Linked DNA regions of Mustela erminea: region 2 is linked to region 1. The links are chromatin contacts, called in public Hi-C maps. All regions are on one chromosome and are shown on one strand. Each heading gives the region's core, a stretch centred on a gene start, on an enhancer-like site or on the middle of the called end of the contact. The rest is flanking DNA. Distances are from core to core; before and after follow the strand shown. Region 1 holds the start of ANKRD42 (ankyrin repeat domain-containing protein 42). Region 2 holds the start of DDIAS (DNA damage-induced apoptosis suppressor protein).

Evidence for each region. Hi-C and Micro-C count contacts between places; a contact is called where the count stands out from the background.
Region 2: a contact with region 1 is called in a Hi-C map of spleen, with 2.3 times the contacts expected there. The contact joins the promoter of DDIAS here to the promoter of ANKRD42 in region 1. A contact is called at or near these places in 2 of 3 Hi-C or Micro-C datasets (fibroblasts and spleen).

What each region holds. Positions count from the first base shown.
Region 1 is chr9:47,247,578-47,254,021 of mMusErm1.Pri, forward strand. ANKRD42 (ankyrin repeat domain-containing protein 42) reads right to left here and starts at 4,105. Exons shown (of 12, transcript XM_032359712.1): 1 at 3,046-4,105; 2 at 845-1,008. The coding sequence starts at 4,105. It overlaps LOC116599683 (a long non-coding RNA gene), which reads left to right and starts at 4,111. Exons shown (of 4, transcript XR_004289448.1): 1 at 4,111-4,317; 2 at 5,072-5,133; 3 at 5,303-5,341; 4 at 6,003-6,444.
Region 2 is chr9:47,476,713-47,483,675 of mMusErm1.Pri, forward strand. DDIAS (DNA damage-induced apoptosis suppressor protein) reads right to left here and starts at 2,663. Exons shown (of 5, transcript XM_032357983.1): 1 at 2,566-2,663. PRCP (lysosomal Pro-X carboxypeptidase) reads left to right here and starts at 2,684. Exons shown (of 10, transcript XM_032357984.1): 1 at 2,684-2,754; 2 at 3,800-3,982. The coding sequence starts at 3,815.

The DNA of each region.
Region 1 (6,444 bases), core at 2,855-5,354:
ACTAAATAGCCATCAATCAAAAAGTGGATAAATTCTGATATTAATCTAAGTAGATGGTATTGTAACATGTCTCAAAGAAATGGAGTACATAAATGTAACCACATAGTTAAGACTCCAAAACACATCATTGAACACAAAAAGCTACAAGATGATACACATAGTATGATGTCATTTATATAAAATGTCATTAAAAACAATGCTATAATCATATGTAATAACAACATATGAGTTGGGAGGAGAGGAATGGCACCTGAAGGGAGTGCTAAGGGACTTCACACGCAACTATAATATTCCATCTCTTTTTTAAAAATCTAAAATAACTATAGGAAAAATTTTAGGATTGACAGAACTGGATATTCCCATGCTACCGTCTATAAATTACCCTCCATGCTTGCCTTTGGAACACAGTAACTACATTGTGAGGAATCACAAACAAGCCCAGGTGGAGAGACTTCACATAAAAACCCACATGGAGAGGAATTAAGGTGGCCAGGGTGTAGCTAGCATCTTCTACCAGACACCTGCATGAACAAGCCTTCAGAAGATTCCAGACTCAGCATTTAAATCTTCTAGCTGAAGCCCAACACATCACAAAACAGGACAAGCTGTCCCTGAGATCCAAACTCCTAATTTACTCCTGAGCACCAATGGCCATTTCATCCCACTACCTTTTGAGACAATTTGTTACAAAGGCACAGTAACCAGAACAACAAATATTACAACGAAATGAAAAGAAAAAAATATTTCCAGTGCCTAGTATAAAGTCTCAGTCCTATTTGCTAAATTTCAAAATTGCTAACAGTTGTAAACTTACTTCAGTTTAATAATTTATACAGCCTCTTACCTCCAAACTTCCAGAATGTGCTGCCCAATGTAAAGGGGTAAACTTATGGAGAATGTCTGCTTCATTTATGCTGGCTCCTCGTTCTATTATATCTGAAAGCTGCTTTACATCTCCAGCCCGTACAGCATCATGTATGTTACCAAAATGCACTTTCTTCCGGGCACCTATTGAAAATCAAATTAACATATATCACAAAACTTTAAAAAAAAAAAAAAGACTAAAGCAATGATTCAACAGAAAGCACAAAATCACTTTGGCTTTCCAAACAATTTACTACAAAGATGTTTGTGATTAACAGTTCAATCACACTTCCATTTCAGCTCTAACACATAAAAAGCACAGAAGTTATCACTCCCATAGGTAAAGAAAAAGCTGGACAAAAGGAAAATCAACAACTTTTCTTGGACTCATCAGAGAACCAAGGTCTCAGAGCCAGTTGCCTCCCTGAGTCTGGACACACAAATACAGAGAAACACAAACAAGTTCAGCTTACCTGGAGCAAAAGCCACTGGAGCCATAAACTTCCAAGCACTGAAATGGTAATTTTGACAAACTGCTAGAGGCTGGGCAAGTATTAGCCTACGAATGAGAAACTCTCGAGGGCTACAGTCTTAGAACGCCCCCACATTTTCATAGATTTTACCCTACCAGTGTAAATCCCACCAGGTTATCACTGTGAAAAGAATTACTTCACGTCTTTGGCAGGGAAAGGGGGAAAGTAACCATTCTGAAATACACCCAGTGCATTCTCCACAAGAGAGACCTACTCTCCAGTGATTTTAACAGAGCCCTAACTCACATAGGCTGATATATTCCACAATCTTTTTCTTATCCTTCTCACTTGTACTACACTAAGAAAGGAATGGCAGGTCACAATGTTTACTTCATAACACTCCAGCGGTCTTATATTTTACAATTTAATGTTCCAAACATCAAAGCTACATTGTGACTGTGAAATTTTTTTTTAAGATTTTATTTATTTGTCAGAGAGAGAGAGGGAGAGCGAGCTAGCACAGGCAGACAGAATGGCAGGCAGAGGCAGAGGGAGAAGCAGGCTACCTGCTGAGCAAGGAGCCGGATGTGGGACTCCATCCCAGAACGCTGGGATCATGACCTGAGCCGAAGGCAGCTGCTTAACCAACTGAGCCACCCAGGCGTCCCTGTGACTGTGAAATATTTTAAGCCAGAAGCAACAAAGGTACCTAAGCATGAACAGTTGCTGGAAGAGAAAGAAGAAGAGAATTTAATCAAAGTATATCCTGAACAAAAAGGCATGATTCCTGACCTCAAATGGTTTTTTAATTTTTGGTAGATAATCTATGCAATCTATACTACTATTTATCTATGTATATGTCCTTTCTCCACAACTCAAATGCTAATTTCTTGAGGGCTAGTATAATATCTTATAGCACTCCTTAACAAAATGCTGCACATTTTACTCAAAAATCCTTTCTGAGTATCTACCATGTGCCAAGCACTGTCATAATATCTTTCCCTGCCTACACCTTAACCCTTTCCTTTTTCAATATTATCACAGTGTTTGGCAGGCAGAAGCTAAGACAGTGAACAGGATATAAGAAACCATACCACCTGGCCTCGAATGCTTGGGAGTATTTTTCTTTGGGGGCTATAATGTATCAGAGAAAAGGACTGAGTCTCAAAAAATTAAGTCATTAAGGGTGTTATCAATAGTCCTTGCTCAAACCAAGATGGCACAAGAATCTCACAGCCACACAAGTTTCCCGGTCAGTTCTCAATAACAGCACACGACCAGGGAAAAAAGCACCAGTGATGGCATTATCCAGGGGGAAATAATAGGATTTAAGGAGAGGATGGAAGAAAAGTTAACTAAGGGAAAGGGAGAGTCAATAGAGTGGAAGGGAGAAAACTAGGTAAGTCTAAAGTCATCTCCAGAGGGTCAAATGCTGCAGAGAAGCCAAGAGTCTAATATTTAACAAGCGTTTATGTCAGTCTGGACTAGAAGTCTCAGGAATAGTGCAGGTGGAAAGAATGAGAGGAAAGCTGGAGTGAAGAAGGATAAGAAACAAGTGAACAGCTTTGGGACCCACTTAAAACAAGTCAATTAAGGGAAATCAGGAGTCACAACTGAGAAAGGAAACTGCCAGAAAGGGCCAAAGCAGATGTGGATGAAATCAGAAAAGAGTGGCAGAGACAAAGGCAAGCGAAGTAGTCTGACTCACACGGGTTTGCACTCTCCCTAGAGGAGGTGGAAGGGCCCGAATCGGAAGCCCCTGGCATGGTGCGATCCCTCGGACTCCGGGGAAGACCCGAGTCCAGGCCCCCGCTGCTGCGGCGGTCTTCACTTGCTGTCACCCACGAGCCACTGCAGTGGCTGCCTTCGTCGTCGCTAAGACTGGGTACCTGATCCTCCCGGATTTTCTCCCAAGAGTTCCCGCTGCGGAAGCCCTCGTCTATACGTTCTCTCTCCCAGAAGCCACGGAGGCAGCGGCTGGCGTCTACGCTGACGCTCACCCCGGAGGAGTCGCTGGCCGCGTAACCGCGGTCTTCACTTACTCCCTCCCAGGAATTACTGAGGCTGTGGCCGCCATCGACACTCCCTTCCTCCCAAGAGCCACTGAGGCGGCGTCTGCAGTAGTCACTGCCTCTCTCCCCGAAGTGGCTGAGTTGGGGGTCCGGGACTACTCTAACACCCTCCCAAGAATCACTGAAGCACAGGCCGCGGTCTTCTCTGACCAGTCCCTCGCAGTCACTAGTTTGGTGGCTCCCGACTTCACTTAAATTCACGTCGCTGCTGCTGCAGCTTTGGTCTCCCCTTACTCTCTCCCAGGAGCTACTGTGACGGCGCCCACCGTCTCCCGTAACTCTCTCCAGAGAGACACTGCCCAGGTCTTCACTAACTCTTCTAGAGTCACTGCCGGAGAAACCGATGTCTTCACTTAGTCTTCTGCTAGAGTCCCTACAGAGGTGGCCGCCGTCTTCACGGATTCTTTCCCTGTCTTCGCTGGGACTACAGTCCTGGTCTTCGCTAACTCTCTGCCTTAATTGGCCCCGGCGTTGGCCGTGTCGGCCGTTTATCCTCCACACGCGGTGGCTACTGAGGCGGCCGCCGTCTTCGGCCGCTACTCCCCGCGAGTCGCTCCGGCGGCGGCCGCCGTGGGCTAGTACCCTCTCCTCCAAGTTGCTTTCCAGCCTCCCGACTCCAGCCAACCTGTTGGAGGTGCGCTGGAGCCGCTGCCTTGGAAACGGGTAAACTTCCGGCGTGCTGCGGTCATTTCCTGTTCCTCACGGTCTTGCGTCACTTCCGGCTTCCCCTCCACCTTTTCCTAGGCTTCGCCTCTAGAGACGTCGGAGGGTGGTAAGGACCGGTTTTTGTGAAATTCCGTACGGCCTCACATCCAAATTATCTAGGCCCTTTTTCTCCAATGGCCTAGCATCCGTCGCGCTTTCCATGGCTCAGCGAAGCAGGTGGAGGTTCCAGGACTGCAGTTTGCGTAGGTGACCTGTGTCGCGCGGGCCGGGTGGGGCCTTTCTTCGTCCTTGACAAATCTAGTATAGTTTCTCAGTGCTCGCTGGAACATCGGAGGAAATAGGTTCTTACCTTAGCGATTCACAGGTGTGGAGAAAGACCCAAAGGAAAAGTTAGCAGCTGCAGCTGCTTTCATTATTGAATGCTTATTAGTGCCAGGCTCTTCGGTAATTGCTTGGTACTTAATTCTCAATAATTTTTGTAAGGTAGGTGTTGTCTCTGGTTTGTAGGTTAGCCGATTCAAGGTATCAGTAATTCGTTAAGGACAAACAGGTAAGTTACGGAACCAGTATAAACACAGGTCAGTAGTCAGAAGACTGCCCCAGGGTTCCTGACTCCCAAATCCAAGGCTCCTTTTAATGTAAAATGTTCACTTTCAGCAGTTTGGCCCAAATCTTTTTATCCAACCTTATTGCTTAACATATATTCTTCCATTCACTCTTTATTGAAAATACCCGGGTGGGGCCAGGGGCCGCGAGGCACTTGGGTGGCTCAGTTGGTAGAGCACGCGACTTTGATCTCAGAGAGACGTTCCAGCCCCACGTTGGGCGTGGAGCCTTCTTAAAAAAAGAAAATTAGAAGAAAATACATGGGTCGGATTTAGTGCTAGCAGCAGAGAATACAGTAGAATTCTCTGCCCTCCAAGGGTATCACCCACCTTAGTTCCCCTTTCAACTTTTTTTTTTTCCCCTTTCCCCATCCTTCTTTCTTTGCCACAGGTTTTGTTCTTAAACACATTTGGGAAATTACCCTGACCCTGTCTTATCTCTCTTGAAGTACAGTAAGTTGACTTTAACTTCCATAGCCTCTTGTAATAGTGGTAATACTAATAATTGCCATTTGCTGAGTTCCTGTGAGTCTGACACTATACTAAGTACTTTCTGTTAGTTTTGTTATTTAATCCTAACATAACCTATCCGAACCGTATTATTCTTCCTTTTTACAGATAGAGACAAAAAGCACCAGTTATGCCTGAAGATTCACAGCTAGTAAGTATTAAGTACCTGAATTAGGTATCCAACCTAGATCTTTGATTTTTGCTGGACATACTTCTCAAAGTCTCTGAATTTCCGCAGCCTTTATTAGACCACTTTTCACATTATTTTAAAATTACCTATTTAACAGTTGGTCTTCACCCTGACTCCCCAAGGACTCTGAGCTTCTGGGAGGTAGGGACTGTGGAGAGCTTAGTAGCTGTGGTGTGGGTTAGGAAGTGGCTTGATGGTCAGTTGTTTGTTGTGGATGAACTGAGAGAATGAAAATCATCTTTTTTTTTAAGATTTTATTTATTTATTTGACAGATCACAAGTAGGCAGAGAGGCAGGCAAAGAGACAGGGGGAAGCAGGCTCCCTGCTGAGCAGAAAGCCCAATGTGGGGCTCGATCCCAGGACCCTGGGATCATGACCTGAGCGGCAGGCAGAGGCTTTAACCCACTGAGCTACCCAGGTGCCCCGAAAATCATCTTTTTTACAGCTAGGAGGGAATTTGGGATTAGTCATCCCAGTCTGCTTATTTTTAGAAATAGAGCAACTGAGGTGTTTTGTTTTCTCAGACATCAATTGAGTTATTTTAATAGGGGCCAGTTTCTATGCTAAATGATTTACAAATAGTTTCAGACTTAATCTCTATTATTATTTCTGTTTTTACAGATGAAGAAACTGCTCACATTTGGCCAAGATCACATAATAGGAAGTGGGGAATTGGAACTCACTCTGACTGACTCCAAATTAATAGAGAGTTTGTAGCCACTTACATAATAATGGTAAAGGTTTCATTTGTTGCTATATGGGTAAATTCATTGAGGGTCAGCACATCCTCAAAGGATGCACAAATGGCAGGAAGGATTAGAAAAGAAAACCAAAACAGCAGAGAAGCAGAAAAAAGAAAATCTCCCAAAATAAACGTAAAGGAATTAAAAATAAGATATTCATGAAATAGAAAATAAAATTGATGATAATGCCTTCTGTTTGAAAAGGACAATAAATAGACAACAAATCTAAAGAAAACGATATTTGGAAAAAAGGGAACATATTTCAGGTAAGAGGGACTTCGAAAATTGGAAGTGAATCTAGAATAGTCTTATATGGATAA
Region 2 (6,963 bases), core at 1,413-3,912, 230 kb after region 1:
ACAAGCCTATCAGGTGACCTACCTCAAAATATCCATCGTCCCTAACAGACCAATGGGCTACTTACAACCAGGAACAGTTACCAAAAAGTTTCAAAGTACCAAAGTACCAAAAGGAAAAAATTCTGTATGTCTCCATACCTCTTCACCTTCCTCCTTGAAATAACAGCCCCACTTTCTTGTGGTGGACGTCTCGTCTTCGCTGTCCTGCCTGCCACTCGTTTGTGGTATATTCAATAAACTATTTCCTTTGTGCTGTCTTGGGTGAATTCTTTCACTGCCTGTGCTACCCATTTCCAACCGATCATTGCCCCACATCTGGAGGTCCCAATCTGATCAGACAGACACCACATTCTTTTTTTACAATTTTCTCCATCTCAGCAAATGGCACTACTCTCCAATCAGTTAAGTCAGGTCAGTTACCTAGGAATCATCTTTCATTCCCTTTTCCCTCAAATCCCACATTATACCCATCTGTATGTCCTCGGATCTATATCCATACCTAAAAACTACCATCCACTTCCCCCCATATATTCTGCCACCACCTTAATTCAAACCACCATCACCTATTACTTCTGCTGCTGCAATAGCCTCTTAACTGCATGATCTGGTCGGCGCTCATCTCTCAAGGCCCATTTCACCACTTGTCCTTTCTGAACACATTTCAAGCAGCACCGGTCTTTCCTTAAGTTCTTCAACACTCAGGTGCCAAGCTCTTTTCTACCTTAGGGCCTTTGCACAACCTATTCATTCTGGAATGTTCTTCCTTCTAGTGCATGGCTGGATCATTTTCATCTTTTAGGCCTTACTCTAAGAGTCAACTCCTCTGTTAAAAAGAAAACCACAGACCCAAAATCGAGTCCATTTAGGCAGGGTCCCCAAATCGATGTTTAATACCTAAACTAATTGCAGTTTTCAACCTTTCCGCAGAAATAATAGTCTTAACTGGTCAGTTACGGGTTTTCCGGATCAAAGCCAACAAGGGCTCCCTCCATCTTAACAAAGGTAATCAGCATGGTAAGACTTCCGGCTCCCCCACCAGCAGGGAGAGTGACCTTGCTTGGAACAATCCTTTCTTTTGCTAATAACTTTCTAGCCCTACCCTCTTTCCCATAAAAACCTATTTTGTACAACCCTCCCAGAACGCCCTTCTACTTGCTACTAAGATGCTACCTGAATCATTTAATAAAGCTGAATAGATCTTCAAATTTACTTGGCTGAATTTTGTGTTTTAAGACCTCAGAAAGGCCATACCAAACCAGCCTAACTCAGTTTCCCATTATCCTTAACTCGAACCATCAAAGGTTTAAGTTGTATTTGGTGAGCAATCTAACTTGTTCACCATTGTAATACCAGTACCTAGTAACTCTTGGCAAAGGAAGACACTTAAAACTATCTGCAGAATGACTAACTACTGGGTACTTTGTGACCCAGTCTTGCAAGGTCAGGAAAGGCTTCCTGACTTAATAAAATACAGGTTGGAAGGAGTAAAAATTGGCCAAGGTGGGGATGGGGTTAGGTCTGGAGGTGAGGTGAGTTGGTGCATTTGAGGAATTGAAAAAAGACATTCCTTCCACAGGGCTGGAACCTAGGGCTAGAGTGGTGAAAATCAAAGCTCAGAAGTGGGCAAAAGCTAGATGAGAAAGGCCCTGTAAAATATGTGAAGGGTTTAGACTTAAACCTGAGGGCAAATAGGAGGCAAGAAAGCTTTTAAATGGGGGGGGGGGTGCCCTGACCAGATCTGCGACTTATCTTACAGCCTGGCAATGCGGAGACTGGATTGGAAAATAATACCATTGAAGTAAGAGCCGCTGGGAGGCTAGACGCCTACCTATGTAGCAGTCTTGGTGTTAATTGTATGCATTTGAGATATTCAGAGACTGGTAAGGACGAGCCGAACATGAGACAAGGAAGGAATCTGGAAAACTCTTAAGTTTCCGGTTTGAGCACACTGATAAGCACTTTTCCCTCTAGATCAAAGCAGTTTGAAAAGACCCCTTTTCCGGCACCTGGGTGGCTCAGTCGGTTAAGCGTCTCCGTTGGGCTCAGGTCAGAATCCCAAGAGTCCCGCACTGGGCCCCCTCCTTGGCGGGAAGCCTGCTTCTCCCTCTGCCCTTCGCCCCACTCTTGTGCTCTCTCTCACTCTCTCTCTCAAATAAATATGTAAAATCTTAAAAAAAAAAAAAAAGAAAGAAAGAAAGAAAGAAAAAGACCCCTTTTCAGCACGCATTACTTGGCATAGCCCGCAAAATCTCTAATTCTGAGCACCCCAAAATCAGGAGTAGTACTTTCCCTCTTTGTATTACCGGTTCCAGACGCTCACCCACATCTAGTTCGATGGCTTAGTAAATGTTGAGTAAACGCTAGTTCAACTCTTATCAAGAGCAGTGCCTAAAATTTAAATGACTGACCTTTTTCTCTTTACTCTCAGAAACCTTTTACAGAAAAGACTAACTCTTGAAAAAAATAACATAGAATGTTCTAATTTTCATTTATAACGACACTGAGGACCTCGTTAGGAGTCTCGCCCTTTGCGCGACCCGAGAATCTCTTCCCATAGTTTCTCACCTGAAGCAGAGGACGGAACCTGCCCGGGCAACGCTCGGTGGTGCAGACCCCAGGGCTTAGCGACCAGCCAGGCGCCTTCCAATCGAATCTCCCGCGTCCTTTTCCGCCGGAAGTGACGCTTTGGCAGTGGTTCCTCACAGCCAATCAGAAGAAGGCGCCGCCAAGGGTGGAGATTGAACACTGCGTTCTGTGAGTTTTTGGGAACGACCATTTTCGTCAAACTGTGGGTAGAGACAGGGTTTGGCGAATGTTCTTCTCTGAGTAGTGGAGTCGTGGCGTAGTCTATAAAGTTGGTTTTGGGGGTCGTATAGGGATCCCAGGAGGTGGTGGTAGCACCCCTCCAGTCGGGGCTCAGCGGGGTGACTGGAAGGAGGAGTGGAAGCTGAGTAAAGGGGTTGGTGGCGCGGTGAAGACGGAAGGGGGTGAGGAAGCGGGACCTGAATGGGGCTATCCCGAGCCGGGAGAAGAAAGGGGGCGTATCCTGGAAGAAGGGACCAGGACGTAACTTGACTCGGGGCTATGTGGGCCCCGGCGCCTCCAGTTAAGGGATGGGTTATGTGGACAACATGGAGGTTTGGGGTGACCCATGAACAGAGTACCACAGGAGGTGGTTGACTGACTTAATGGAAGTGGGGTGCAAGGAGCCAGACCGAGCGGTCTGCGGAGTGACGCAGTGTAAGTCTCTACACCTGTCTTGGGGCTTCAGTTTCCTCATCAGTTAATGGGAGGGGCGATCATACACGACACACTGATGCTTAAGTTAGATGAGTTGATGTGTGTGCCGTTATGCCTAGCGATATAGTGACCTTAGAGAACGCTCAAGAAATTGTCATGGTAGCTATTATTATTATCATATGGGTTTGCGGAGGGCAAGGGGTGTGGCAATGGAATTGAGGCCGGCAGGGAACAGCCGGAAAGGTGGATCTGTGGAGCGCTCTAGGAAAGGATGGGATTCCGGCGGTCAGGTAGGAGGAAGTCCAAGGATGGTTAAGGTCGGCTTGGGCTGTAACCGCGATGAAGCTGGACTCTATAGGGGCCTGCACGAGACGAACAAGAAAAGTTGCCTCGCCCTCGCGTTCGGGGGGGTTTGGGTGACCAGGTGTGGGCGGTGTTGCCGCGGGGTGAGTGGCTTTGGGTTACAGCGGGGAGGAGCTTATCTGCGGTGGGCGGAGCTGTGGTTGGGCTTGGCTCTAGCCCGCTGCATCTACCGGTCTCGCTCCCACCCGCACTGCAGCCGCCAGCTTGAGGCATGGGGCGTCCCACCGTCCTGCTCCTGCTCTTGGCTATCCTGACGCCCGGGGCCGCCTTCCATGTACCGCCGGCCATGAAGGCCCTCAGCAGCCTGCGCTGGTCAGCCAGTTCTACATTCCGCCGTACTGTTGCCAAGAATTACTCGGTTCACTACATCCAACAGAAGGTAAGGCGGAGCGGGGTGAGCGTGCGGGTAGACGAAGTTTCGAAGTCTCCCGTGTAATAGACCCGAGCCTAGGCACCGTAGCCCACCCGGACTTTCGGATCCCTAATGCCTAGGACTTGTTCGATCTTTGGCTCACAGCTCCCAGAGGGTGACACCAAGTTTCAGTTCTGTTTAAAATCTCTCCTCCCGTTACCAGTAATGTAACATCAATCCTGGTTCCACACTTTCTTCTGTAATTGGCTATGATAGTCACTTCAACTTCTTCTGCTCTCAGAATTCAAATTCTGAAAAATCTTCAAATTCTGCCGTAATTCAAATTCCCCTGACCTCCCGTCAAATTAAAATTACTTAATGCCAACTCTGTCTCCTACTCCGTGGTGACAGTCATCCTTTGTCCCTAAGCAGCCTCTAAATACACGTTTCCAATATCTTACTAGGTAATATTTAGTATTCAACCTAAAACGCAAGCCTGTCATCTCTTGCTTAGCTCAAAGTTGATTTTGTAACCCTTTGATTAAGAGTTTTTAACCATTCCTATTCTCCATAAGACTGAACTTATGTGTAGCCCATGCTTGTAGAGGAAATAGTAGAAGAGAGTCAAGATTTGAGGGGGGGGATTAGCATATCTGTGGTTCTGAAGCTTGAGTTTAGAAGTTTAAAAGAGCCTTGATGCTTGGCTGAAGCATAATGCACTCTGACAAGCCTGGATAAAAAAAGTATATCCTGCGTAAAATGACTGGATCTCTTATGGTTCTTTATTTCTGGGAGACTCTGTAAAGATAGGCAAAGTTTAGGGAAATGTGTGGATTAGAAAGAATTTAAGAGTCTGAGATTTGGCTTTTGGAGTTGAACAGAACAGCATACCGCTCTGTTAGCTCTGTGACCTTGGGAAAGATACAGTACTTCTCTGAACCCAGTTTCTTGGGGTGCCTGGGTGGCTCACTAGGTTCAGGGTCCGCCCTAGGCACTGGTCATGATCCCTAAGGTCCTAGGATCAGGTAGGGCTCCTGCTTAGCAGGAGTCATCTTTTTCCTCTCCTGCTCCTCCTCTGCTCTTGCTCTCTCCAGCTTGCATGCTTGCTCTCTTTCTCTCTCAAGTAGATAAAATCTTTAAAAAAAAAAAATGAACCCAGTTTCTTAATCTGGGGATTTGATAATGGTTAAATGGACAGATGACAAGTCCCCAGCAGAGAATTTGGCCCTAAATTTTGAATTTTGGTAGAGGGATCGTATGAATTTGTAACTTATAAGAAATTATTTTTAACCCAGAAATTTAAATTACAGTTTATGAGGAAGAGAAAGCATTTTATTTCAGTAGGGGTACCAGGAAACAGGGGACTTTTATTTTTTAATTTTTGAAACGGGACTTTTATTCAGACAACTTACTTAAATTAAATCTGTAGGGTACTGTTCTTCATTTGTAAAATGAGAGGGTTGAATAAGGAAGAGCAAAGTACACACTCTACTGAGGAAAATTAAGGGCTTTGGGGGAGCTATCTCAGGGGGTTGGTGGGTGAAGGCCCAAGTGGAGGCCAAGTTAGGGTATTCTAGCAACCCCTTTCTTCCTGAACACTTTGAGCCTGAGCTTTATGCTTTGGTTTATTTCATATATTGGGATTTTATATATGATTATTTGCAGAGTTTTACTGATAAAGTAAAATTGAAGGGGAGCTTCTGGAATGAGGATCTCTGAAATCTTTTTAAAAGTGATGAAGGGGCACCTAGGTGGCTCAGTTGATAAAGTGTCCCACTCTTGATTTTGGCTCAGATCTTGATCTTAGGTCAGTAGGATCAAGCCCCATATTGGGCTCCCAGCTGAGCATGGAGCTTGCTTAAGTTTCTCTCTCTCCCTCACCCTCTGTTCCCTCCCCACACTTGTGCACATGTGCTTGTGCTATCTCCGCCCCGCCAAAAAGAAAATAAGAAATGATGAAAAAGAGAAGTGTCAAGAGAAAAGGGGGAACAAAAGGAAGGAAGAGACCAAATGATCTGTGAGCCCTTAATTTATATTCCTTCATTATACATTCTTTTCTTGACCACTTACCTATTTAGAAATAAAATTTAAGATCGGTCCTTTTTTCATTTTTGGTCATTTGATAAATCTGACTTTACTCAGCCACCTTTTGCCCTCTGACTTAGTTTATATTTTAGGACACAGATTCCACATACATGTTTATTACTATAATAATAATTTTCCTTACACCAACTCCAGCTGAGCTTTATTTCATTTTTTGAGAAAACTTCCACATATATATTTATTACATAATAATGATTATAGTAGTTGCTAATTCTGGACCATAGATTTTTAGTGGGACTATGTCTGTATAAACTCAACTTCAATTTTTTTTTTTCTTAGTTAGAGGACTTGAAATACTTTTGTGCCTTTTGATAATAGACATCATTATTGGAATTGTAAGGCTCAGTTTTTATTCAAGGTTGAATTTTTATAACCTTTGTAATGATTTTCTTTATCTGTGGTTATATCTGTCCAGTTGACCAAGCCATTCCCAGCTGTCCTTTTAGCACATAAGTACATGAATGGTCTGGGTATAAAGGCTTAGTCCATGGCCCTTTCCCTCCCCTTTGCTCCTTAACATACGCATATACCTTTAGCAACATAGAACATAGATTCAATTGAATTTTATAGTGTTGGAAATTCTGTCTGAAATACCATTTTTCTTCTCCTCAAACTGATACCTGTATCCTCGCTGAAATTTCACCTCTTCTGTGAAGCCTTCTGGACTTTAGGGCAACCTAGTTTGTCTTTGATCACTCTGCACGCTTACTATTTTCTGTGTATACCCCATAGCTAGATAGTGCTTTCCAGTACCCAGAAGAGCCCATTAAAAAATATAAAGTACAAATTAAATACTTGTTGAGGGAGTGAATGAATGACTATCCAAAAAAAGCCTAAACAAAGCAAAGTCATTTAATTCACAAAGCAAATCATTTAATTGACACAAGTTATTTTTTATTCTTATT